Linked DNA regions of Manis pentadactyla: region 2 is linked to region 1. Evidence: chromatin contacts called from public Hi-C data. All regions are on one chromosome and are shown on one strand. Each heading gives the region's core, a stretch centred on a gene start, on an enhancer-like site or on the middle of the called end of the contact. The rest is flanking DNA. Distances are from core to core; before and after follow the strand shown. Region 1 holds the start of PARL (presenilin associated rhomboid like). Region 2 holds the start of ABCC5 (ATP binding cassette subfamily C member 5).

The links. A called contact is a pair of places that touch in the nucleus more often than the background predicts.
Region 2: a Hi-C map of fibroblasts shows a contact between it and region 1, with 5 times the contacts expected there. The contact joins the promoter of ABCC5 here to the promoter of PARL in region 1. A contact is called at or near these places in 2 of 3 Hi-C or Micro-C datasets (fibroblasts and skin fibroblasts).

Annotation. Positions count from the first base shown.
Region 1 is chr1:114,038,408-114,045,227 of mManPen7.hap1, reverse strand. PARL (presenilin associated rhomboid like) reads left to right here and starts at 2,825. Exons shown (of 9, transcript XM_057500512.1): 1 at 2,825-2,996. The coding sequence starts at 2,872.
Region 2 is chr1:114,169,051-114,175,539 of mManPen7.hap1, reverse strand. ABCC5 (ATP binding cassette subfamily C member 5) reads left to right here and starts at 5,061. Exons shown (of 31, transcript XM_036875147.2): 1 at 5,061-5,173.

The DNA.
Region 1 (6,820 bases), core at 1,576-4,075:
CACAGCAGAGTAATCTGGAAGGAGGACACCCAGCACATTCCAACTCAGATGCTTGGGGCTCTGGAGGTGGACCACATCCTCCTCATACACCAATGATTCTTCCAGATCACTTGTCCACAGAACATCTTGAGCATATATTTCTCAGTTGACACTCTGGCCTTTATCTCTAGCATTTCCTCAGCACTATGTATCTTCTGATCACTGCCTCTCTCACTGAAGACTCAGGATCATTCCAAGGCCTGCCAACATCCTGGTGGCCCTAAGTTAAGGTGAGCAATCCACTCAACATCTAGGACTCTCAGTTTCTGGGCTTTCTCATCTTTAATGACTTTCAGCTTGTTCCTCTTCAGCCATCAGCCCTACAGCCACACCCCAGACTCCTGTCAGCACCTTCAGAAGCCTGCCTCTGAAATTGCAAACTCACAGATCCCTAGTAACTGTGAAGGCTCTGATATTTTACCCTACTTTAAAGTTAACAAGTTAGCCTGACACAGTTTTATGGATGCTGGTAGAAAAACACAAGAATCTCGGATCAGAGATGAAGGGCAATTTATTATTCACAGCAATAGCATTAGCTGTAGTATCAGCAATTTTTTGCTGGTTTCCTGAGTTCCATTTCCCATGAAGATAGCTAAATGACCCCTGCACACTCAGTGGATTTCATTATAAAAGAGGAATGTTGAGCTTAGGGAACCAGAATCTATTGATAATGGGTAGTAAGCATGCCTTTGCTCTACAGGGCAACACAATCTCTTTCCTTCAATGTGTTATGGACTGAATTGTGTCCCACTAAAATTTATATGTTGAAGCCCTAACCTTCAATGTGATGACATTTGGAGATGGAGTTTTTGGGAGATAATTAGGTGTAGATGACGTCATGAGGGTAGGCCTTTTTGATGGGATTAGTGCTCTTATAAGGAGATGCACCAGACAGCTTGCTGTCTCTGTCATGTGAGGACATAGCAAGTAGTCAGCTGTCTGCAACCAGGAAGAGAGCTCTCCTCAGAGCTTTCCTTCCTGGTATCGTGATCTCAGACTTCCAGCCTCCAGAAATGTGAGAAATACATTTCTGTTGTTTTAGCCACCTGGTCTACCATATTTTCTTATGGCAGTCCAAGTAGACTATAATGCAAGATTGTATGCAAATCTGCCCCTTTGCTCTGGAGGAAAACATCTTCCTCTTTCAAGGTTGTTTGCTTGCTTATGACTTACTGTTAAAATTGTAGATGCCCCAACCTCACTTTCCTCAGTGGAGAAGCAAATCCACTTCATGTTCACCATCCATCTGACCCATGGCATTGCCACCATGGAACTTGGAGAACAAGGGGAAGCCGTACAAACATGATGCTCATGCTGCTTTTTGTGCCATGGATATTAAAATGTTCTGTGTCTGGCCCAGCAGTCTCCTGTTTTATGCCAGCATCCTTACTTTTTAGCTTGCAAATAGTAAAATCAAATCCCAGACTTAACATCTATGACAAACCAATGTGAATGTTAGTTTTTCCAACAAGTCATACACTGGAAGCCATTAGGGAACCAGAATCTTTTAATAATGGGCAGTAAACATGCCTTTGTTCTACAGGGCAACACAATCTCTTTCCTCAGATGTGTTATGGACCAAATTGTGTCCCACTAAAATTTATATGTTAAAGCCCTAACCTGCAATGTGATGACATTTGGAGGTGGAGTCTCTCTTGGAGAATATGGTCCCACTTTTCTGCCTAAAGGTAGGGAATAAATATCTTCTTTCCTGGAGACAGAGTCTTATCAGCCCAGAGACCAGAGAACAGGTATCAGAAGTATCGGCAAACAAACCTTATTAAACAAACCCTTACCTTCCTTAACCAGGAAGTTAAGGACTACCTAGCCCTAGCTGGACTACCCCTAGCCAAGTCCTATTGTCATAGCAATTCTTCACAATTAGTATTTTTTATCTAAAAGGTTTAAAATCCTCCTGCTCTGGTGTCTCAGATCTTCATTCTCCTGTGAAAACGCCCATGTACATGTAAAAATTCAGTAAAATTTGCATGCCTTCTCTTGTTAATCTGTCTTTGTCAATTTGATTTTCATACCTGGCCAGGTACCCTAAAAGGGTCAAGGCAAACTGTCCTCCTCTGGGGCTTCCCAGAAGAGATGACAATTCTGGTTGGTCTTAAGGACAAGTTGGTTAGGGAGGCTGAGAAGGGAGAGAAGGGACAAGTGTTTCAGGAAGTGAGTATATGAACTTGGGATAAGTAGGAACCAGGGAGAAGTAGGTGCTTTTAAGGAACTGCAAATAATTCCCAAGCTCTACAGGTAGAGCAGGAGGGAGGGATGGAGTGGCAGGCCCTAACACTGACTAACAGGTAGTAGGCAAGGGCTGAATCATTAAATTTGAATTTTATCTAGAATCCAGATTTTCATTTCAGGCTTGGACCTTCTTTAAGGATCTGAGGCACATCCTCCTAAGTGTGCCATAACATGAAAGGGTGAGATGTCGAAAGACGACTGGTAATTTAAGAAAAGTGGTGCTTCACTCACCTCTCTGTGCCCCTGAGCTACTGCAAAACAGTGATGATATCAACCTCAAGTGCTTTGAGAGGATCAAATGCAATAACTTAGGTAAAGTGCCTGGCACACGGTATTGCTCAATAAATGCTAGTTTTCCCTCTTTTTCCTCTCTGCAGCTGAGGTGGAAGGCCGGGCAGCAACCCCACGCCCATGACAGGTCCAGGCTTAACGGCCCAGAAAAATGGCCGCTCGGCCCAGGTTCGGCCGCGCGGGGGCGCTCTAGGCCGCTCCTCGGCCCTCTATGGTTCTTCCTTCGCCCCGGAAGCAGTTTCGCGGCAGGGGTTGGTAAGGTCGGGCCATGGTGGGGCAGAGGTTGGGAAGATGGCGTGGCGAGGCTGGGTACAGAGAGGCTGGGGCTGTGGTCAGGCGTGGGCCCCGCCGGCGGGCGGCCGCAGCTGCGAGGAGCTCACTGCGGCCCTGGCCTCGCCGCGGCTACTAGGACGCAGGTAATGGCCGCAGTTCCAGGCTTTTCGCCTCGGCCCCTGGACTCTAGCCGAGCATCCTCAGGAAGCCGAGGGAGCCTCTTGTGCTGACCCCGACTCACCCCCTCTCCTCATCCGTCTTTTCCTCTCTCCCTTACTATTTCCTCTCTCGCCTCTGTACAGCTGCCTCGCTTCTCGTTGCGCAACCTGCCCCGGGCCGGAGTGCACAATGGCCGGCTCCGGGAGCCCGCGCTGTCCCTTTTCTCATCCGGAGGGACGGGACCGACAGGCAACTGACCTCTGAGGGCTAGTCTCGTGCCACGCCTTGTAATCCCGCGAGGAAGCTATTGGACCCATTTTTTCAGTGAGGCAGTTACACAGCTGGTAGAATGGCAGAGTTCAGATTTTATTCTCTATCAGTCTTTATAAAGCCTATGTTCTTCAACAAATTATCGTTAGCATTTCGAGATGTAAGGGAAGGCGGAGTCAGAGGAGGGCATCATTTTGCTGCATTCAGCGTCGTAAGAGAGGCTTTTGCGTTGAAGATTTGAGATTGAAATTTTCAGTTTCCAGGTGATTTGAAAAGAAAACTACTCGAGGCTTCCCGAATAGAAACTGTATGAAGAGTAAATCTATCAGTATTTGCTGCTTTTGCATTAGAATAATTCAATACTAAGTTGAGAGAAGAGAGAAATCCCTCAACTGCCCAAGATTCGGATGTGTATTTTGATCTGTAACGTGTTCTTGTCCTATCAACTCAAAAAGGGGTGGGGAGGGAAAGAGTAGAAGAACCTGTAGCTCTAACAAGGACTCCAAATGAATTAGATCAGGGATTTGTAAAAAACAAAACAAAACTTGGATACGTTGTATCTTAACGTCATGATACACTAACGTGGAGCTTCAGGCACTAATCTTAAATTTCGGAGGAGGCGGAGAATGAGGAAAGTCAGGTGGAAGTGATGATAGATTTCAATAGTCCTGATTCCATTGTTTATTCCAAATCCCAGTTGAAATTGCTTGATTTGAGGGGGAAAAATGAATGTGGCTATTAGGAAGCAACAGGTGTATTAAATAAGGCTATTGCTTCAGGGGAAGCAAAAGAAAAATAACTTGATTAATGAAACACCTCCAGTAAAAACTGGAGACCAGTTGAAAACATAAATGAAGAAACACGTTACGTTGAAGATTAACATCTAATTTTTTTCAAGTTTGTTATTTATATGCAAAGTTTGAAAATTAGATTTTTGTGGTCGCATGGAAAAAATGAACTTGATGGTAGAATAGAGCATATGCTACTTGCCTCTGGAAATAAGCACTGTAAAGTTACTAGGAAGCTTGAGTTACCTTATCTCTAACTTTATTTCTGGTTTGACTTCTTTGGTTCTAAATTGGTGTGAAGAATGAAGTCAGGAATATGGTTAAAAGCAGAGTTCTGGGCCCAGTCCTGATTCTGATGTAATAGGCCTGAAGTGTAGCTGAGAATTTGTAGTTTCTATAAGCACTATAGGTGTTAATAAAGAGTTCTCGCAACCTACAGCAGTCCTAAGGCAGCCCACCAGCCAAGAATGGTTTCTATGCTTTTAAAGGGTGATAGAGATTTAGGTTGTTCTTCACAGACTAAAATATTTACTATCTGGCCTTTTACAGAAAAGGGAGAAAATCTCATGCTCTTTAGAAACTTTATCAGACTTCTGACAGTACTTCTGAGAAATGGTTTGGGCTTGAAAGAAGCCTGCATAAATTTTCAGTTGTATGAAGCTAAGAGAAGAAAATAGTTGATTGTAGCACTTAAACAGTTTAAATTTTTTAGAGTGGGATTGCTGATGGGAAGTCCAATCCAGGGAGATCTCCCTGCCCAGTAGGTGAGACCTCAACCCAGAAAAGCGTTTTTGACTTTGAGAAGGAATTCACAAACAAGTTGAGCAGATAAAAGTAAAAGTACACGCTCAAGAAAGAGGGTAGGTGTGCTTAAGAAGTGAGCGGTATTGGGGGGTGGGTTCTAGTTGGGTTTGTTGTCTTGCCAATGGGTTTCAGCCCCGGGCAAGTTCGCTATGGATTCCATGTGACCAAAGAAAATGACAGCAAAACGTTCTTGGGGTGAAAGGGTTATACCCAACTTTATTTCCAGGTGGCAGGTCAGTCACTAAAATCCCATTCACTCAGAGCGAGTCTGCATGCAGCAAGCTGGTCTCTTGCCTCTGGGCCCCTCTGTCCTCACAGCCGTCCCACACAGCCATCCTGCACAGCTGTCCTCTGGACCTCTGTCCTTGGCACTGCCACCACTCCAGCCTCTGCTCTGCTCTCCTGCAGCCATGCAGCCCTGCCACCGTGTCATGCCCAGAGCACTGGGCGGAGCTCTTTATATAGTCAGCAGCCATGCACTGCCCACAGGTGTGCAGTGAGCTAGTCAGCCAGGGCCAGGTGAGAATCCTGGCCACAGGAACTCTCATTTTATCCATACTCCACCCCTCCAGGATTCTCTCCTCTCAATCTATGTGCCCTTAGTCCTCTGCAATGATCCCTGTGCAAGGAAGCTCGAACATTGTTCTCCAGCCTCTCCAGCAAAAAGTCTTGCAGACACACAGGCCGAACTCGTGGCTCTGTCTCTGACCTCTGCCTCTTTGGTCTTAATGGCTGGAACTGCTGCTCTGGTTTCAGCTGTTGCCACAGCTCCAGTAAGATCCTATTTGGCTTCCCATCTAATTTCCTTCCATCTACTCCTGCCTGTATCAAATCAACCCACATCTGGATCCTCGTAACCCTCACGAGGCCCCTCAAATTCCTCTTGCGAGTAATAGGTCTTATTTCTTTACAGTTTTTAGTTGCTTCAGCTGCTGTATGTGTCACCTCGCATTTTGTAATCGCTGCCACAAGGCAGGCTGCACTGTCAGGGAAGACAGCTCTCCCATCTCTGATCCCGACAGAACAATTCCATCCACCCCTAAGTCCCACAGCCACCTGCTCAGCCTGAGTATAGGGGCGGACCATAGAGTGCTCCACGACCTGGGGAGGGGGCTGCTCCTCTCCTTGGGGAACTTTCAGCTGCTGGGTCTTTATTTTCTTTACAACCACTGGGCATTCTTTCAATACGGGAGGGGCCGGTGCCTACAGCACCACCCCTTCATCCTTCCCCAGCCCCTCCATTTCTGGGGCTGATTGCACCTTTCTCTCCACTCCCCTGAGTGCCTTCTCTGCTACAACGCCTTGCAACAATGCCAGCTCAGTCTTCAGAAGGTCTCTTACCTTCAGCTCAACGCTTCACAGCTGATGTTCTCCTGCCACCTCCTCCTGTGCTTCCCTCAGGGGCTCGTCCTTTTCCTTGATGGCCTCTTCCTCCTTCGGAACACCTGGCAGCACTGCCGTCTCATCTCCAATGGCACCTTGCTACTGGCGCTTTCATGCTGCCTTCTCTCACATCAATGCCACCTCCTTCCTCAGGGAATCCACAGAGGTTTGCAGCTCGCGTTCTCGTGCCGCCATTTCTTGGGTCTCCTCTGTAGACTTTTAAGACTGAGAAGCAGCCAACCCACAGTTCCCGCTGCCTCACAGGCACTCAGGTCTCAAAGGACCTGCTTACTATACCAAGGGCCACCCCTACTGCCTCAGGTGTCACCTCTGCTTGCCTTCAGTCCTGGGGTGGGGCCCAGTCCTCTAGGAGGCAAGCCACTTCAGACCACATACCCATTGGGGGACGATCCACTGTCTCCCCATTCACAGGCAGCCCGCTGAAGCACCCCTCCCATAAGGGCAGCCTGTCTTTTTCCTTGGTCAAAAATGAACCATGCCGACTTTCACCAATTGTCTTGCCAATGGGTTTCAGCCCCGGGCAAGTTCTCTATGGATTCAAT
Region 2 (6,489 bases), core at 3,812-6,311, 130 kb before region 1:
TTTTTCCTCATGGGACTCAGTAAATGAATTATTTTGAATGAAAATAAGCACCGCCTGCATAGATTTTTAGTTTTCCTGAACTGACATTCATGCCAAAATGATTATCACCAATGTAGACTGAAGTTGTTTATCTTTTCTTCTGATCAAAAGCCCATACTTATAGAGCAAAACATTAGAGAGTTCCAGGCAATGACTGCGAGTGACCAGTTCTCTAGTCTGCCCAGGCCTTTTTTAGAGAGAAGGCTCCATCTTGGTGGGACAATTGGTACTGGCTTCTCTGGCTTAGCAGGACCCCATCGCCTCCCGTCATGTGGCCTGCCACGTGCCCAGTCCATAGTTCTCAGCAATGTGGGAGAACCCTTTCACATTTTACTACTATAGATGTTAGCCACATAGTGTCACTTTAGTCAGTCGTGTAATTTTTAGTTGTCCTTCTGGGGGGATTATAGTCCCCAGATCTGTCTATGGGCTGTAATGCTTGTTATCTTAGCTGAGCAGATTTAGATGGTTGTTCCGGGTAGAAAAGCTGGAGCAAAAACATGGAAATTACGGTGCTGCCTGGACCTCAGATTCGAGTAGGAGAGTGACTGGAAGTGAAGCTGTGATATGTGGGGCCAGATCATGGAAGGCCCTATGTACCAAACCAAAGTTTGGTTTCATTTGATAGCCCAGTGTTTCCTAAACTTGAATAAGGTCCAGACCTCTTTTAAGGGAAATGATTCTCCTTAACCCCTGATGTTGACTTAAATTATTTATAATATCACTTAAATATGTATGTTCATAAAATCATGTGTAGTCTTTATGATTATAAGTCTTACACCACTCTAAAATTAAAATAAATTTACAAATTATATATATACATATACAGACTGCAGAATCAACACAACACTCATTTAATGTAATGGATAATATAACGTTGTTAAAATTAGATAATTGTCAATTTTCCCCGTTTTTAACAAGGAGCTAATTTAATTAATTTTGTTGGGAGAATTTGATAGTGCATCTCAACAAAACAATACTTAGAGTTAAAAAAAATTCTTTATTTAATTTTAACTACTACCCAACTGCTCAGGAACTTGGGAAGTGATTACTACAAAGGCAGAATGTCTGTGACTCTTTCCTTCATAAGTAAATATGGGATGTGCTTATAGTGTAGGATGACATGCCTACACTACTGTGCACTGCGTGAACACTCAGATTCACCCACTGCAGTTCTCTTTTGAAAACAGTCTCTTTTGAAAAGACTGAAACCTTTGTGTGATAAACATGATATTATGTCAGTTGGCCTTCATTTGGCATTGTTTACATCTTAAATCCTCTTCTCTTCTAGTTTGCCTGATGCCATTAAAGAGGTTCATCATTCTGTCACACTGCATTGTTTCCATGATATCAAAGTAACATTTCAATTTAGTAACTAACTTTTAAAAATCTTATTCCATGAAAATGACTTTCGTTGCAAAATTGATCCACAAAAGAGAAATTTTGTCTTTCTAACTGGCAGAAGAATTCAACATGAGAGCCACAGCAAATGTGGAGTGATCATTACCACCTGACATTAGCTCCAGACAAACTGGGCAGAGGAAGGTATGGAGGCTATTGCAGCAGAACACTTATACCAGTGGGCTGTGCTGGTACCACTGTCCATCCAGTTCTGTAAACAGAAACCTAGGTGTTACCCTTGACACCTCTTGTTCTCATCCCACCATGTCTTAACCTATCAACAAGGTCTATTAATTTTACTTCCTAAATTTCTCTTCAGTCCATTCTGTTCTCTCCACCTTTTTCACCACTATCCTTGTCCAAGCCACCATGATCTCTTTCCTGGAAGACAACAGTCACTCCCAGCAAGACCTTTCCCTTTCATTCTAGCTACCTCTAGTTCTTTCTCCAGTCTGCCAGCTACAGTGTGGTTTTCAAAATGCAGATTGTATTCTTGACCCTTACCCAGTCTCCTTTGACAACCCATGTGATGGTTTGTTTTGCCTTTTTTCTCTTTGTCTTAAGACCTGTAATGTATACAAGGCCTTCGGAGATGTTCTCTTCCTTCTCCCACTGCTTGGCCTTTCCTGGTCCCTCTGCTTGGAGTGCTGTCTTCTCTGCACACCTCCACGGTCTTCACCGCACTAACTTCTACTATCCTTCAGATGTAAGACCTACCTCCCTTTTCTAGTACTTATCACAGTTGTAATTTAAATTTGGATTAATGTTCATTTGGAACTCTTAGCCCTATGAGGGCAGGAAACGTGTCTGTTTTAGCTCCATTGTATTTCTGTCAATGACTGAATGAATATTTTTAGGTGACATTATACAACATAAACATTTTAAAATACAAATCTATGTTTCAACATAAATTCTCTAGACTCTTGCCTGACAGTTGAAGAATACCATCCCCCAAACATTTCACAATGCAGACACATTTCAAGGAAGGGATGCTCTGTAATGTATATAAGTTAGGTATAAGACTTTGACCTAGGCTATCTGTCCTTGGGCAGACCAAGATACCATAGTGTATCAAGGCCTGGCACCAGAGCCATATAGTGTTTTTCATTCTTCTTCTTTTTTTTAACCTATACTCAATGTACATTATCTGAAGTATTTCAGGGAGATTTTAGAAGCTTTTTATTTTATATGAAGGTACCAGATATGCAAGTTTGGGTTCTACAGTGAGGCATAGTTGGGAGTATCAGCATGTTTTGGCAAGGTGACTTGAGGTACATTGAAAAAAGGTTTTCCGTATCTAATGGGATGGCCAGAGGTGCTTCAGCAATTCTCATCAGTAGAGACTGGTATATATGTGTGTGTGTGCATATATACATATGAAATACTTAAAGACTACTAAAGAGTACAGCAAATCATATTAAAAGCACCTGTATATCCAACCCCAAGCTTTGTTAAATTTTAACATTTATAAGTCATTTAAAAAAAATATTACAGAAACATGAAGCCCCATGTGTATCCCTCCCTGATCTCATTCCCCTTCCTCCAACATGAGGTAACTACACCTTGAAACTGTTATCATTCCCAGACTGGCTTTATATTTTGAGATACATCTGTGTATCCATAAACAACATATATTTTTACATGTTTATAAAATTAATATAAATGTGGTCATGCAATTTCAGTCTTTTTGTGACTTACTTTTGCTCAACATTGTGTTTAAGATTTATATATATTGATACATTATAGCCCGTATTTTTTGTTATATAGGATCCCATTGTACTAATATCATAATCTGGTTATCCCGTCTCTGTTAATAGAATTTAGAGTCTTTTCACTATTGCAGACAACGCACAACAAATATATCTCCTTGTGTACATCTGTGGAAGACTCTTGAGGGCAGCTTTTCTCAACTAAGGGCATCAAGCCCTAATGCTCTAAGGTATTGTGTTCAATGAATTAACTACTCCTTTGGGTGTCTAGAGCGACGTGTGTGTTATCCTTGAGAGTACTGAGAAAAATGGTGACTCAAATAATTTTGTGTAGGTTTTAATTTACCTGCAGAAGACTCCACTGAGAAAGGCTACCATAGAGTGTATATATAGATGTGGAATTGCTGGGTTCAAGGAAAAGTGTATGTAGTAGAAATATTAGCATCCACCAGAACTGTTCTTTCCTTCTTCCACTGTTAAGAAGTTGTAGATGGCTCATAGCTGTCCAGCTGAGGATTGCATTTCAGTTTCCCTTCCAGATGTGCCCATATGACTAAACTGTCCCCAGTGAAATGTGAATGGAAACTGTCCATATCCTTTTCCTATTTCCCTATTGGGTTATTTGCCATTTCTTGTTGAGTTATAGAAATTATTTGTAATTTGGTATTTAAAAACTTTGTCAATTATAACTTGTAGCTTATCTTCTCACTTTACGGCATCTTTTACACAAGTTCGCATTTTAATATAATAAATGTATCAATCTTTCCTTTTCTTTGTTTTTGTATCTTGTTTATGAAGTTCTTCTCTACCCCAAGTTCATAAAGATATTTCACATTTTCTTCTTAATGTGTTAAAGTTTTCCCTTTCACAGATAGACCTTTGATCTGTCTGAAATTGATTTTTCTGTGTGGTATGAAGCAGTAATCCCTGAGTTTTAAAAAATACGGATAACTAATTGCCGCACCACTATTTATCAAATCTTTTTCCTTTCCCCACTGATTTGTAATGTTTTCTCTGTCACGAATCAAGCATAGAAACTACATGGTCTGTTTGACTTATACAAACCAATACATTGGTTGATTTATTCATTCTTGTGTAGAAACACTGTATTAATTACCTCAGCTTTGATACATTAGTGTCAAACATGGACAAGTCATGTTATCCTCATATATATATATATATGTATATGAAATGGGTAATCATAATACTTACACAGGGTTGTTAAGGAGATTAAGAGAAACAGTAATTGTATGTAAAGCACCAGATAGAGTAGGTAGGCACTCAGCGGAGAGTGGTTATGTTATGATCATGTTGAGGGTACAGAGGAAACACAGAGAACTAAAGTGATTAATTTCTTTGGGAACCTCAGTTTAATTTATAAAAGGGAAGAGTTGGCATATCGTTTCTAAGGCTCCTTTCATTCTAAAAACTGTGATAGATACCGGGCAACACAACATTACCTAATGGGTAGTGGGATATCGGCGTAGAAAGCTGGGTCGAATTCTGAGTAAGCAATCGTAATTGTTAAGTGCCACAACAGATGTGGGGCTGGTTGGTGGCAAGGACACAGAGGCTATTATGACCTTCACGGTGTTTTCTAACTATAAACGGCCGCACACCGTCGCGACCCCGTTGCCTAAAAACACTGGGCTGATCGCTCACAGGGCTACAGTCAACCCTCCCGGCTCTCCACTGGGGCACACGGCCTCGTGGAAGATTCCAGATGGGCTCGCGGAGGTTCTGGGAAGGATGGTGCAGAGCCAGGAGCGCGCTGGAAAGGAGGAGCAGCCTGCACCGCCTCCAGGGCTTCTACGGGCTTCTGGGAAATGGAGTCCTTTGCCGGGCGTGGAGCCTCTGGCTCCTGGAAGAGGGACTACATTTCCCTTCAGCCTTGGGCAGTCTTTGTGCCACACGCCTGCGCAGTGTGGCGGCCAATGCCGCTATAAAGGCTTGTTTTGCTGCGGGGCTGATGCTCGGGAGCGTGGTCGAGTGGCCGGTGCGGCTGTTTTGCAGCCGGGCCGCAGGTAGGTGGCGGCTACCTTCGGACCGTTTCCTTCTCCCTCGGCTGCCGCGGGGATCTCCCCGTGTGTTTCCTCCGGGGCTGGCGGGTTGTGATCCGAAATACGAGCAGTTCAGGACAAGCCAGGACCAGAGAAACGGGGCCTGGCCTCCCTCTCGTCGGCCGCCGCGCTCTCCTCGGAACGCGACCTCTGAGGGCTCGCGGTGAGGTCCTGGCGTGGGAAGGCAGGTAGGGTGGGATGAATGGTCGGGGTACTGGCGACATTCGCGGCTGCAGCCACCAGGGGGAGCTGCTCCCGCGGCCCGTGGGTGTGGGTTTCTATCACTCGCCAGGCCTGAGCTGGCGGTGGGAACGCCCTAGGGCATCCCCAGGGCGGGGCCGGGGCATCCCAGGCGAAGCTGGCCCGAGAGGAGCCCCCATCCTCAAGGTTGTGGGGAGGGCGGCCTGGGGCAACCCCCCCCCCCTCAAGCCGCACACCGGAGATTTTTAGCTGCCAGCGACTTTGGAAGTCATCCTTTCGGTTTTTTTTGCAAATGGGTAAAATGAGGTTCGTGACAAGTACGTAGAGCAAACCCTGGTCAGAGCCAGGCATGAAACGCAGATCTCTCTACTGTCATCAGTGCCCTTTTCACTTCCACCATCACCCAGAGCTGCACGTTGCTCTGTATTTATTATGCAGGGGTCATTTGGTTTCTGCACAGACATGGAGAGGCAGGAGGCAGATGGGCACAGGAATGAGTGGCAATGTTTCAGGTTTTGAAGGAAGAGATGGGTAGGTTATACTGGGGTCTCTAGCATAAGTGAAAGGTGCAGAAAGTTGGAGATGCAACAAGTGGATTATAGGAGGGTGGTAAATATGTAATCTTTTAGCTTCAAGTTATCTTGTGCAGCTTCAGAGCCTGGAATGAGATTCCTGAGGTGTTGGAGACTTAAGGAATGTAGTAAAGGCAATTTGGAAACACCAGTCTAGCTAGTTACGGTTCCTTTAATCGTGTGCAGCCCCCCTCCCCCAGTGCAGCTTCCTCTGCATCGTTGTGCAGGGAGAATGCCTACACTTTTGTCCCTGGAAGGAGAGTCTTGATAAAAAAGGCAGCTGACCAGTGGCCTCACTGTTGATTTTTGAGTATGGGTACTTCTTTGAAGAGGGGTGGTGGTGGTCTTACAGTTTCCTTTTTCTGCTAGTGTCATTGTACAGCTCTGGCTCAAACATAAACAAAAATCTCTTCCCTTTTTTCTCTCTTGATAGCTGAGGCAAGTTAGCATTTAAAAAATACTTTTTAACAACTTTAAGGGTGAACAGAAGAAAATAGGGAAATACAA